3 separate regions of the Mus musculus genome follow, and all the other regions are linked to region 2. The links are chromatin contacts, called in public HiCAR-type and HiChIP or PLAC-seq maps. All regions are on one chromosome and are shown on one strand. Each heading gives the region's core, a stretch centred on a gene start, on an enhancer-like site or on the middle of the called end of the contact. The rest is flanking DNA. Distances are from core to core; before and after follow the strand shown. Region 1 has its middle 140 kb from the start of H2al1a. Region 2 holds the start of Mid1ip1 (Mid1 interacting protein 1 (gastrulation specific G12-like (zebrafish))). Region 3 has its middle 120 kb from the start of Gm39494.

Region 1 (4,201 bases), core at 58-2,557, 440 kb after region 2:
ATTCTGGCATGCCCAAAGTGTAAGAACAGTGGGACATGGGTGACATGCTGACAGCATCTGCTGCAGGTGTGCAGGCAGCCCACTGCAGACTATTCAATAGGTCACTCCTTTCACAGAGAAACTCTCACTCTGCTGTTCACTATAGAGCAGTTATAGGGAAAGCTTCTCATGTGGAGTGAAATGCGTTCAATGGTGGGCTTTCAGTAGCCTCCCCTGAAAGGTGGTGGGATTTCAGCTGAGCACATGTAGGTCAGGACGTCTCCATTAGACAAATGGTGGTCCCCTGCAGTTGAAACTCCAGCTACTATATATATATATATTATATCACAGTCTGTTTTGAATGATGCACAACAGAATACCTACCATTGTAAAGCAGTTTTATTAGCTGTCTGTACCCTAAAAGGTCATCAGATGTGGGATAAGAGGTCAGGTTTCATATCACAGCAGGACCTACAGGATTTGGGTCCTCGTCTTCAATGTATTTCAAATATTCAGTGCCTACCTCTCTTCCACTTATTTCTCTTAAAATCTTTGAATTATAAATGTTTGCCTCTGTCTCCTCATACCCAGAGACAGACAGATAGATAAACAAATAGACAGACAAGAGGAGAGGCAAGAGAGAAGAGGGAGAGATGAAGAGAGGAGAGAAGAACAGAATGAGAGAGAGAGAGAGAGGAAAAGGGAGGAATAGAAGAGAAAAGGGAGGAGAAAGGGAGAGAGATAATGAGAGAAAGAGAAAGGAGAGAAAGAGAAAAGAGAATGAGAAAGAGAAAGAGTGGTGAAGAAGAAACTTAAGGGTTCTTTAGAAAGCCAGTTAGATGGTGTTTTTGTGGGGCAAAAACATGAAGAAAGTGGACACAGGTGAAAGACTAAGGCAAACCTGTTTTGCTGAGACAGACCCAGGAGAGAGGATGTTCTGCTAAAGCAAGCCCGTGAAAGGACATGTAAGGAAGGATTCGTTGCTAATAGCACACATGTATTGGTCCACCTTACATGGGGTAGTTGAGCTGCATTTGTTGGGACTCCATAGAAAAACACACCAAAAACCATCTGGTGGTGTGCTGGCATTCTTGCCGCTTTTGCAGACTGATTGGCAGAGTGATGTCAGCTGAGACAGATGAAGGTGCTGAGGCAAGACCTGTGGAGGTCATGTGACATTTGGAGAAAGTATAAAAAGGACTCGATGGACAGTGGCAGAGGCTGAGCTAGGCTTAATTATAGAGTTAGCTGTGCAAGGCTTGTAGGTCTCACATCTGTGCTTCGCTGAGAGATACACAGCCAAGAACTTCTCCTGGTGTCCCTCCAGGTCCTTCCTGCTGCTGACTTGTGCCAAGGCTGAAGCCTGGCTGTTCCTGCTAGGTCATGCCACCAGTGATGCTAACCAGACAACACAGATGTTGAGTTGTTCCAAAGAACCTTTCTAAACAGGTCCACTCCCCCCACGTATCCTTTCCTTTCCACTACCTCTGGTGGACGGTGGGCTACAAGGGAGGTTAAAGCATTTAAGAACCATAATTAAAAATAGACATTTGAAAAAATTTAAGTTACAGAGGGGAAAGCAAGAGAGAGGGAGAGAGAGAACCTGCCTTTGTCAGGGCAATTCCTTTTTTGATGTCTGTTATTTGGCAATGAAAAGAAAAACCCAAAGGGGAGAGAAAATCCAAATATCAGTATATAACTTCTAATCTTTTTTTTTCATCGCCACTCCTATCCTTTTTCCACATCTACTCGTGTATATTTTGAGAAGACAAAATTGGGCCTTTTCTGTAGCAACCTTGTTTACTTGAAAATACAAAGGGACCATTTTCCAACAAGTGTTTTCTTCAGCTGCACCCCCGTTGTCCTTCACCAAGGCAACCCTGCAGCACACAGAGTATGAAGCCTTGGGAGCCAAAAGGGGGAAGGAAGGCAGCTTACTTGTGCAATTCTTGTGGGTTCTTCTATAAAACTTTTGGCCTGCAGTTTACAGATCCCTAAAACCTTTCGTGCTTTGTTAAATAGTCCTTGGCTAGCCATCAGACTGAGCATGCCCAACAGAGATTGTATTATTTTACAGTTTGAGCTCATTCTCATTGGTCATCTGGAACCAACACAAAAGCCTACTTTGTTCTACTTCTTTCTCAAGCAGACTAGAGCAGATTGAGGACTCTAAATAGAAAGAAAACATTTTAGAGTGGCTCACAAGGGCAATAGAAAGGAAGGAAGGAAGGAAAGAAAGAAAGAAAGAAAGAAAGAAAGAAAGAAAGAAAGAAAGAAAGAAAGAAAGAGAGAGAGAGGGTGGGGGAGGGAGAGAGGGAGGGAGGGATGAGGGAGGGAGGGAGGGAGGGAGAGAGAGAGAGAGAGAGAGAGAGAGAGAGAGAGAGAGAGAGAGAGAATAAGAAAAGAAAAAGAAAAAAGCCTTTTCCATTTTTCTCTCCAAGCTCCCATAAGCATCCAGTGTTTCAGGTTTGAGTCCCAGGGGAGTAAGCACATACGTAACTAGGGCAAAGACAAGATTTGGCATCTTTCTATGTGTCTGCACTGTGGCAAGAGGCTGAGGGCAGCTACTGTTGGCACAGGAGAAATGGAGAGAACTTAGAGCCTACGGGGCAAGGAGTAGATAGCCTCACAACAACAATGCAATGCAGCTCTTTTGGGAGGCACACAAGTACCTTCTCCTGCTGTAATCTGTAAGACAGGTGGTGAAGCATTTTAGATCAAGGGCTGGGATGGTTCTTGTCTTAGTCAGGGTTTCTATTCCTGCACAAACATCATGACCAAGAAGCACTTGAGGAGGAAAGGGTGTATTCGGCTTACACTTCCATACTGCTGTTCATCACCAAGGAAGTCAGGACTGGAACTCAAGCAGGCCAGGAAGCAGGAGCCGATGCAGAGGCCATGGAGGGATATTCTTTACTGGCTTGCTTCCCCTGTCTTGCTCACCCTGCTCTCTTAGAACCGAGACTACCAGCCCAGAGATGGTCCCACCCACAAGGAGCCTTTCCCCCTTGATCACTAACTGAGAAAATGCCTTACAGTTGGATCTCATGGAGGCATTTCCTCAACTGAAGCTCCTTTCTCTGTGATAACTCCATCTGTGTCAAGTTGACACAAAACTAGCCAGTACAGTTCTATATTTACATTCCCAGCCCCTCTCACTGATTATGGAATGAATGGATGAACGATTATCTGATTTCTATAAACCACGAAGTTTTCCAGAAGCAACAGGTCATTTCGACCTACAATGACCCAAATGCTCAAGGTGGATTTGATATCTACCCCAGTCACAGATTGAGCTTAACACTTACCTGGAAAACAGGCATAACCAGATACGTCCCTTCATTTCCCAAGTCTAGTCTGCCACAGCCATTCAGAAAAGAGCTTTAGATTACACTTTGCTTGCTTGTCTACATCTCTATCAACTTTAGCCAAGACCATCATCCCTGTTAGATGTCCTACCAGTGGCATCTAAGCAATCTAAGATCCTCACTTCCACCAACTGCCTTGTTTTACTAAATCCCCAGGTGTAATGCTGCTGAAAAAAAAAAAAAAGATTCCAGGGACACATTTTAAAATCTCAAACCAAAGACTTCTATTAAAATTAGTATTCAGTGTTCCTGCATCAGTTTCTGCCATATCTGAACATTAAAGGCTTGCAGTGCTTCCTGGTGGAAAACATCACCATAGTTTGAATGTAATGTCCTTAGCCTGGTTGAAGGCTACATTGTCACACCTAGCTGCTACCTGACTGCCATGTTCTCTATGTTGAACCTCTTTAAACTTCTCTCTCTCTTCTCTGAATACTCCTGAGACATTTCTCAGCAACATGCTTTTCCATGTTTGGATCTTCCTTTTTTTTTTTTTTTCAAGGTTCAATTTTGAAGATTTTAGAGCATCTCCTTCAAGTGTTATTTTCTCCATGTGTTCTCTGAAGATGTTTTTCTTCTCTGTTCCCATAGTAGATTGTGGGTTTCTTGGGGGCAGGGAATATGACACTCCATTCTGTACTTAGCCCAGATCTTAGTATCAGGTAATCAGTAAGTATTGGTAAAGTAAATAAGTGAATCACAAAATAGAATAGATCACTGTGGCTCAGTGCCATCAAAGTAGGTTTCCAAAGAAAGTGAGAACTCTTAACTGAATTCTGAAACATAGAAAGGATTTAAACAAATGAAAACTTGTTGGACTATCTCACTTCACTGATGACTTTGATTATAGGGAG
Region 2 (4,011 bases), core at 691-3,190:
AATATCCAGAGGGTCTGGGTCTCAGAAGGGGTCAAACTACATTTTAAGTTATGAGAAACATCAACTACTGGTAACCAGGTAATGTGTTTTTCTAAAGCTCTCTTCCTTGGCTCTTGTCTGCCATAAGGGTTAAAACAAGCCTGGACTGTTTTGAACACCTCTGTGCAGAAGAAGTGGTAAAGGTGAGGGTGAGGTCCTCTCTGGTTCATCTTAGCCTATTTCCCTATTTTTAAGGGTTCAGACTCTTGGCAGAAAATGCCTCTAAACTGTGATGAAGCCCTAAGTACTTTACAGTGTACACAGTGAAGAGTTTTACCGCCGATACCTCATTGAACCCTAATAGAACCCTTTGCCATAGCCCAAGAAGAAGTTCCTTTTTATTGCTAAAGCAACACTGGAAATTTTTCTCTCATGGGAGACACTCCATTTTGTTGACAAACAGAGGGTGGAAAAGTTTTCAAATCTGGGCATAAGAAGAGAAAGGCTGAGGTTATTGTTATGTGTCAGGTTTACACAATGCATGTTTCCCATCTACATTCTTCTTTCCACTGATCTCCTTAGCTCCACGGGGCAGATAACAAACATTATTTCATGTTTAAAAGAACATGGGACACTGAATCAGAAGGATGAGTAGCTGTCGTTCCAAATCAAGCTGGCTGGCTGGCTGGGACTGTGTCTCCATACATACATACATACATACATACATACATACATACATACATACATAAGAAAGCATTGGAAGCATGGGTTATGATCTAGAACCAGTAAACCAGAGGGAGATGGAGATTTGCCAGTCTGGGTTCTAGAGTTACCAATGACTTTTCTGTCTGTTATCAGCTCTTGTTCCCTTCAAAATTGAAAAGAGACATGATTTTCGGTAGACAGTACCAGTCCTTCAAGAAAAAACAAACAAACAAACAAACCCACATGCATAAGTGTCTCTCCTTGTTTGGGGCGCTTTTTTGTCTTGCAGGGGAATGCCATACTAAAACTTCCCCCCGAAGACTTTAGTGGGAAGAAATTTAAAATTAGAAGCCTGAGTCATCTTATCTGGAGGAATGGAAGAGCTGACTGGAGGTTGAGGGATGTGGCAAAGGAAATGAGATGGGAAATGAGTATGGGCTCAGGGCTGGGAACCTGAAAGAGGAGTTTCAAGTGTAAAACTTGAAAGGTAGATCCAGGGCTATGGTACACAGCTTAGGCTTATTAAGTAACCCTTGCTTAAGAACTATCTTTTGAAAGGAGCACTTGACACACACTCCAGAAAGTTATTGGGTATACTCCCATTTTTTTTCTTTAAATGATAAGATATACCCAACACCAGTCCTAACTTCTGCCACCTTCTCCTAGTCTTTTTGATAGCCAAAAGGGCCACAAGGCCCAAGTTCACACTCCATTGCCATGCTCTTATCTCTTGGTGGGGGACACAAAACTATAGATCAGATGACCAGGGTGCTCTTCATACCTGGCAGCAGTAGTAGGAAAGACCCCGCCAGGAGGGAAGCAAATGCCTCAGTGTTCCCATCCCCCTGCAGCTGACCACGACCTGGGCCGTGGAGGGAGCACCCCATGTCCACGTGCATCCGGCATGTCCTGCTAACTCTTCTTACATAAGATTCCCAAGTATGGAGTCAGGGCAGCTGTGAATCCCTCTTACCCGACGTCTAATAATAAATCGAGGCTAAATTTCCGGACTGCAGTCACTCTAGGTTCAGGATTGAGGGGCTCTTTTGCAACCCGGACACACAAGCATTCCGGTCATCCCACCCGGAGAGTGCGCGCCAAGCCCGCCCAGCCCGCGCGCGCCAGTCCGCCCTCTGGTTTGGACGGCGGCTCCTTGGGCTCAGTGCCTCGCCCTCCCTCCCCCAAACAGCTTGTTCTGGGTTTGGTGCTGGGGTGCGGCCGCTCCATCCTCCCAGCCCTACCCTGCCTTGCCCTGCTGGGCCGCCCTGCCTTAGCCCGGGTATCAGGCGAGAGGCGGAGCCACCCGGCGTGCCCCGCCCCCGCGGTAGAAAGGGTTGGGCGAGTGTTACTCGCGGTCAGGGCTGGGACCTTTTATCTGTGCTGCTGGAGGAGGTAGGAGGAGGAGACATCAGGGGTGGTCCTGGGCGCCTGGGACACCTTTCCCGGACTATAAATTGAGCACCTGGAATGGGCAGGGGGCCGGAGCAACCACAGTCGCCCTTACTCACAGTCCGATCAGTGACCGCAGCAGCGCCCTTGGGCAGCCACCGTCCGCAACGCAAGCACTGAGAACCAGGGGATTTCGCAGTGCAAGAGGTGGGTGTCCCCGCCCTTTGGCAGCCCGGGCTAATATGGTTGCTTTCGCTTAGGTTTTAGAAGGGAGAAACCAGAGAGTCCGGGATGGGGGAGATTTTTTTCTCCTTTTTTTTCAAAGGTCTTCTGCTAGTATTGGAGGAGGTGATACCGGCTGGTCCCAAGGAACCACCCTTGTGCCTTCTCTGGCCAGCCTTGGTCAGGGTGGGAGCATCGCGCGGACCGGATGCCGGGCATCCTAACCGGGTGGGTAATTTGTTCTTTTCGTCTCTGTCTCCCAAGCAGAAAAAGGCTAGACCCAGCCACCCACCGTCAATCCTGAGCCAAAGATAAGAGCAGCCGGGCCTCACGAAGGGCTGAGCTGAGAAAGAAGCAAGTTAGAGAGGGCGGAGAAGGATCTGGGAATCCCGTCACACCGGCTTCAAGCAGGCTCCCGGCATCAGCCTCTGAGAGCGCTTGAAGGCGGCATCGCCAGCGGTCTATCTCCGTGTACCAGCGTCCCTGTGTTTCCGCGCCCGCTCGGCCACCATGATGCAAATCTGCGACACATATAACCAGAAGCACTCGCTCTTTAACGCCATGAATCGCTTCATTGGCGCGGTGAACAACATGGACCAGACGGTGATGGTGCCCAGTCTGCTGCGCGACGTACCCCTGTCCGAGCCGGAGATAGACGAGGTCAGCGTGGAGGTAGGCGGCAGTGGCGGCTGCCTGGAGGAGCGCACGACCCCGGCCCCAAGCCCGGGCAGCGCCAATGAAAGCTTTTTCGCGCCCTCCCGGGACATGTACAGCCACTACGTGCTGCTCAAGTCCATCCGCAATGATATCGAGTGGGGAGTCCTGCACCAGCCTTCGTCTCCGCCGGCCGGGAGCGAGGAGAGCACCTGGAAGCCCAAGGACATCCTGGTGGGCCTGAGTCACTTGGAGAGCGCGGATGCGGGCGAGGAAGATCTGGAGCAGCAGTTCCACTACCACCTGCGCGGGCTGCACACCGTGCTCTCCAAACTCACCCGAAAAGCCAACATCCTCACCAATAGATACAAGCAGGAGATCGGCTTCAGTAATTGGGGCCACTGAGGCGGGGGCTGTCCCCGCTGCCCAGCACCCTCTCTCGGGTCGGCTCTACCACCCCTCTCTTTCCTCCAAGCTATTTTCTTCCTGGTTGTGGGGCGCGAAGGGCACACTGTAAAGTTGGGCTGTGTACTTGGTGGGGTTAGTGTGGAGAAGAGGGCCTCATCGCGAGAGCAGAGGAAAGTAGTCGCCAGAGAGGGGGGTTCAAAGACCCCCGGAGGGGGCCTACTCTGTGTTGGTGGGAATGGAACTGGGCCGATGTCCTTCATTCAGCCTGTGCCTTTCTTGGGGTTTCTTTTCTGTTTTTCTTTCCGGAAGAGAAGGGCCTGAGAAAGGGCCATGCCAGGGCACAGTGCTGGGTTGCCACACATGGGAGGGCAGCTTCTAGCCGGGTGCTTGGGGGAGGCGGGGCTCAGCCTCCTGCTGCCCTGCCTTGAGCTGCCAGAGGAGGCCTTGGCGTTGCTAGGATTGCGTCAGTTTTCCTGTTTGCACTATTTCTTTTTGTAACAGTGACCCTGTCTTAAGTCTTTCAGATCTCTTTGCTTTGAAACTTCGTCGATTCCATTGTGATAAGCGCACAAACAGCACTGTTGGTAACCGGTACTACTTTATTAATGATTTTCTGTTACACTGTACAGTAGTCCTGTGGCACCCTATCCCTTT
Region 3 (4,208 bases), core at 322-2,821, 400 kb after region 2:
ATGACTCCCAAGGCTCCTGAGATGAGTGTCCCCAGAGAGGAAACACAGTAGAGGCCATATTACTTTGATAATCTAACCTGGAAAATCACATGCTACCCACACACACACACACACACACCTTTTTTTTAACTTTACTTACGTTTTATAAGTGATTTGTGGTGGGGGAAATGGAGAGGAGAGCCTGAATTGTATCTCTAGAGCACATTTTTAAAAAGTCGGGTATGGTCACTTGTGTTTGTAATTCCAACACTAGGAGGAAAAGCCTAGGAAAAGACAGGAGGCTTGCTGCAGCTCATTGGTAGTCAGTGTGAGCTGTAATCTGGAAATTCCAGGGCAGTGAGAAAGAGAGACTCTGTTTCAAAAACCAAGGTAGACAGACAGGTGCCTGAGAACAAACTCCAGAGGTTACGTTCTGGGCTCCATATGCTGCACAGGCAAATACAAGCACATCTCCCAACCCAACACACACACACACAGAGAGAGAGAGAGAGAGAGAGAGAGAGAGAGAGAGGGAGAGGGAGAGGGAGAGGGAGAGGGAGAGGGAGAGGGACAGGGACAGGGACAGGGACAGGGACAGGGACAGGGACAGGGACAGGGAGAGGGACAGGGACAGGGACAGGGAGAGGGAGAGGGAGAGGGACAGGGACAGGGACAGGGAGAGGGAGAGGGAGAGGGACAGGGACAGGGACAGGGACAGGGACAGGGAGAGGGAGAGGGAGAGGGACAGGGACAGGGACAGGGACAGGGAGAGGGAGAGGGAGAGGGAGAGGGAGAGGGAGAGGGAGAGGGAGAGGGAGAGGGAGAGGGAGAGGGAGAGGGAGAGGGAGAGGGAGAGGGAGAGGGAGAGGGAGAGAGTACATACACGGTTGTATGTATACACTCATACTCAGGTTGAATCATGAAAACCAATTCATAATGAAGGGGAGAAGAAATAGAATCTGATTTTGGGGGGGCAGGTGTTGCTCTAAAGAACCTGGAAGCATGGTATAAAACCATTACAATTCTGTTCAGACTACTAATCAATAAGTTCTATCAGAATCACAGTGAGGTCTCAGACACGGCTTAGCCCCACCAGAATGCCTCCCCAAGCCTGCTCTGTCAACAGCTTCCTTTGACTAACCCAGATGCCAGCCACCCTTAGGATGATCTGTGGTGACCTGTGAAGTAACATGGCTGACCGGTGGCACCAGGGTGATGCTCTCTAACACCAAAGGGCTGTGGCCAGCCAGAGATTCCCATAATGGCTCACATTCTGGTCAAAGAATCGCAGCCACCTTTAACCAAAAACCCCACTATAAGCTGCTCAGAAGGAACTGCCGTTGGGCGGGTGGTATCCCAGCTACTGACCTTGGGCCAGTGCTGCTGAGGTGGGTTTGCTTGTTGCTTGAGACACTTTCAAACCCCAGCATCTCAGTTTCATTTTGAACCTGACAGATAAAAGGCCGACTTTGACAGAGAATATTAACTTTCTGGCTCTTGCCCAAGAAAGCTGAACAGATGAGGAAATAATATAAAATAAAAGGCGTCTGCAAACACTGATTGTCGGCTGCTTTCCATAAAATACGCCCACTGGTATGTGTAACACTCTGAGGTTTTCTTTTCTCAGCCCCCTCCTTCTTTGCTCCTGGTGTTGAAGGAACTGCCTTTGCTTATTTAGGGAGAAAGATAGACAGAAGAAGTAGAAGAAAGGGTACACGTGCTAAAAACAGCTCCCTTCCCCATTGCAGGAAGTGCCAGGCAGGTGTACTCTCAGGGGAAAGGAAAGCGACTGGTTCCAGAGGAGAAGAGAAGGCTCTGCCCCCGTGGCTGCTAGGAGCCTACAGCTGACAGTGAGGGAAGGTCCCTTTTAGCAGGATCCATGGCAGCCACTCAAGTATTAACTATGGCTGTCCCTGTAGGGCAGAGGAGAGCAAGCAGGCTGGAAGGATACTGGGGGTAGCAACTGCTGAAGGGAAAATGTTTGGGGCTGGGCTCGCCCATGTCAATTAGTAATTAAGACAATGCTCTACAGGCTTAAGCACATACCTGTCTGGTTGGGGCGTTTTCTCAATTGGGATTCTTTCTTCCCAAATGTCTCTAGCTTGTGTCAAGTTGCCATAAACACTAGCCAGGGCAGGAGATCAGAACATCAACATGTGAACTCAGAAGAGGATACAACTGAGCTCATTTCAACTCTAGCCCCCAAATACATATTTATTAGAAATAGGTGCAAGCCACCAGTTGCGTTAAGACCAGTATCCTAGACTCAGGACATCTGCTGATGAGTACCTCATGTAACCACATGAGGCTTCTTGCCTTGGTCTGCCATTGTGCCTGGCTGCTTTTGTTGATTTCGTTCAGTTCCTGGTCAATGGAAGGGCAAAACTTATAGGCAATAAGTAGAGCAGGCAATGTATTACATTGGCCGTTATGACCTTCCTGTATGACCACCATGCTGACTAGGCATCATAAGGGAAAGCCTATGGACATTTCCCATACATGTCAGGACAACAGCCAAAAGCTGAAGTTGTGCTACCAGCTCTGGGAGAACATAGTCACAGTTCTCCACTTTCACTTTTCGACGGATCAAGAAAAGGAGACCTGACCATTAGTGATATGAAACCATATTGCGTGGGTGAGTCTATCGGAGTCTGCTCCTCTCTGTTGGCTGAACCCAGAAGGCCAGGGATTCTAAATGGCCAGTGGGGGAGAGTTACCTCCTTCCCAGACTTCACAACAAAAGAGCTGAAGAGCCCATGGAGCACCAATGCCAAGCAGGAGCAGTGCTCACTCCTTGAAACCTCATCAAAAATCAGTTGCCTGTGCTACTAAGTTTATTTCTAGGTGCTTTCCCCATTGGTCTGTCTCTATATTCCTTTGCTTTCTGTAGAGAGAATATCTTGTATATTGTATGGATGCATGACCTGTCAATTAAAAACCTATGGCCTATAGGAAATGAGGTGTGGGACATCTGGGAGGCAGAAAGAATCCAGGGGTGGAGCCAGACGATGGGGAGATTCACCTGCAAAGATGTAAGGAGACAGATGCATGGTACTTAAGCACAGGTAACCAGGCAGGTGGCAGAATGTAAGTAAAGATAAATGGAATATTTCAAGTTATATCCAGTCAGAAAAGAGTCTAGCTATATGGCTAAAGTATTTGTAAATATATTTTGAATCTGAGTCTAATTTCTTAGAGCATGGGGCCAAAATGTAGAACCAGACCTAACATTTACAGCTTTCCATCTCTGAAGCTACAGAGTTAAATCTTTTTTTTTTTTTCCTGAGACAGGGTTTCTCTGTGTAGCATTGGCTTTTTTTTTTTTTTTTTTTTTTTTTTTTTGGAACTCACTCTGTAGACAAGGCTGGCCTCAAATTCAGAGATCCACCTGACTCCTTAGTGCTAGGATTAAAGGTGTGTGCCACTACTATCCAACACATCTTCTTGGAAAAAATAAAAAGCAAAACAATTTTAATTTCTTCTTTGACAATTTCACACACATGCACCCAAATACACAAAAATTGTCTCCACTCCTTTATTTTCCTTCTACTGCCTCACGCATGCGTCATCTCAGTAAGGCCTTCCCCTCCTACATTCATGTCTATTGTTATTATTATTATCATTATTTGTAACCTATTGAGTTTAATTAGAGCTGCCTGCATGCGCATGTTATGAGGTTATTTATTGGATCATGGCAAGTGTACCAGTGGCCACACCACTGAGGAAAAATGACACCCTCTCTCCAGGAGTCATTAACTGCCTATAACCCCTCATCTAGGGATAGGGCCTCCCAGCTACAGAGTAAGTCTTAAAAATCAAGTAATGTGTTTTACTTATTCTTTATTATTTTTCACATGTGTTTTAGCTCTTCTGATGCTTTTGCCTTTCCATATAAATTGTAGAAACCACTTGTCGACATGCACATAAATCCTCCTGGCTTCTTGATTGGTTACCACGTTACACCTATAAATCATTTTGGCAAGAGTTTATTGTGTTGAACTGCAACAATCCATGACCATGGTGTCTTAGCTGAGGTTTTTAATTGACATGAAGAGACAACATTTAATTGGGGCTGGCTTACAGTTCAGAGGTTTAGCCCATTATCATCATGGCAGGAAGCATGGCAGCGTCCAGGCATATATGGTGCTGGAGGATGTGCTGAGAGTTCTACATCTTGATCTGAAGTCAGCAGAAAGGGACTGTGTGTCACACTGGGTGTAGCTTGAAAC

What was found. HiCAR-type assays count read pairs that join an accessible place to other places. HiChIP or PLAC-seq counts read pairs in DNA pulled down with a chosen protein or histone mark.
Region 1: a contact with region 2 is called in a HiCAR-type map of astrocytes, with 4 times the contacts expected there. The contact joins the enhancer-like site here to the promoter of Mid1ip1 in region 2. A contact is called at or near these places in 5 of 39 promoter capture datasets (the 3T3-L1 cell line, 3T3-L1-derived adipocytes, hippocampal neurons and 1 more), 1 of 484 Hi-C or Micro-C datasets (the HL-1 cell line) and 5 of 115 datasets of contacts at active chromatin or transcription factors (astrocytes, kidney, large pre-B cells and 1 more).
Region 3: a contact with region 2 is called in an H3K4me3 HiChIP or PLAC-seq map of intestinal crypt epithelium, with 8 times the contacts expected there. The contact joins the enhancer-like site here to the promoter of Mid1ip1 in region 2. A contact is called at or near these places in 5 of 39 promoter capture datasets (the 3T3-L1 cell line, cranial neural crest, neutrophils and 1 more) and 9 of 115 datasets of contacts at active chromatin or transcription factors (the SCID.adh cell line, astrocytes, bone marrow-derived macrophages and 6 more).

Annotation. Positions count from the first base shown.
Region 1 is chrX:11,156,679-11,160,879 of GRCm38.p6, forward strand. No RefSeq gene overlaps it. Among named protein-coding and RNA genes, the nearest start is that of H2al1a, 140 kb to the right of the region's middle. Within about 2 kb of position 1,308, at least 17 of the 459 cell types and tissues checked have an H3K27ac peak or open chromatin away from gene starts, as enhancers often do. A contact at or near this core is called in astrocytes and stem cell-derived neural progenitor cells, where this site is marked.
Region 2 is chrX:10,715,425-10,719,435 of GRCm38.p6, forward strand. It overlaps Mid1ip1 (Mid1 interacting protein 1 (gastrulation specific G12-like (zebrafish))), which reads left to right and starts at 1,941. Exons shown (of 2, transcript NM_026524.4): 1 at 1,941-2,280; 2 at 2,563-4,011. The coding sequence starts at 2,806. The coding sequence ends at 3,354.
Region 3 is chrX:11,112,525-11,116,732 of GRCm38.p6, forward strand. No RefSeq gene overlaps it. Among named protein-coding and RNA genes, the nearest start is that of Gm39494, 120 kb to the left of the region's middle. Within about 2 kb of position 1,572, at least 3 of the 459 cell types and tissues checked have an H3K27ac peak or open chromatin away from gene starts, as enhancers often do. A contact at or near this core is called in intestinal crypt epithelium, where this site is marked.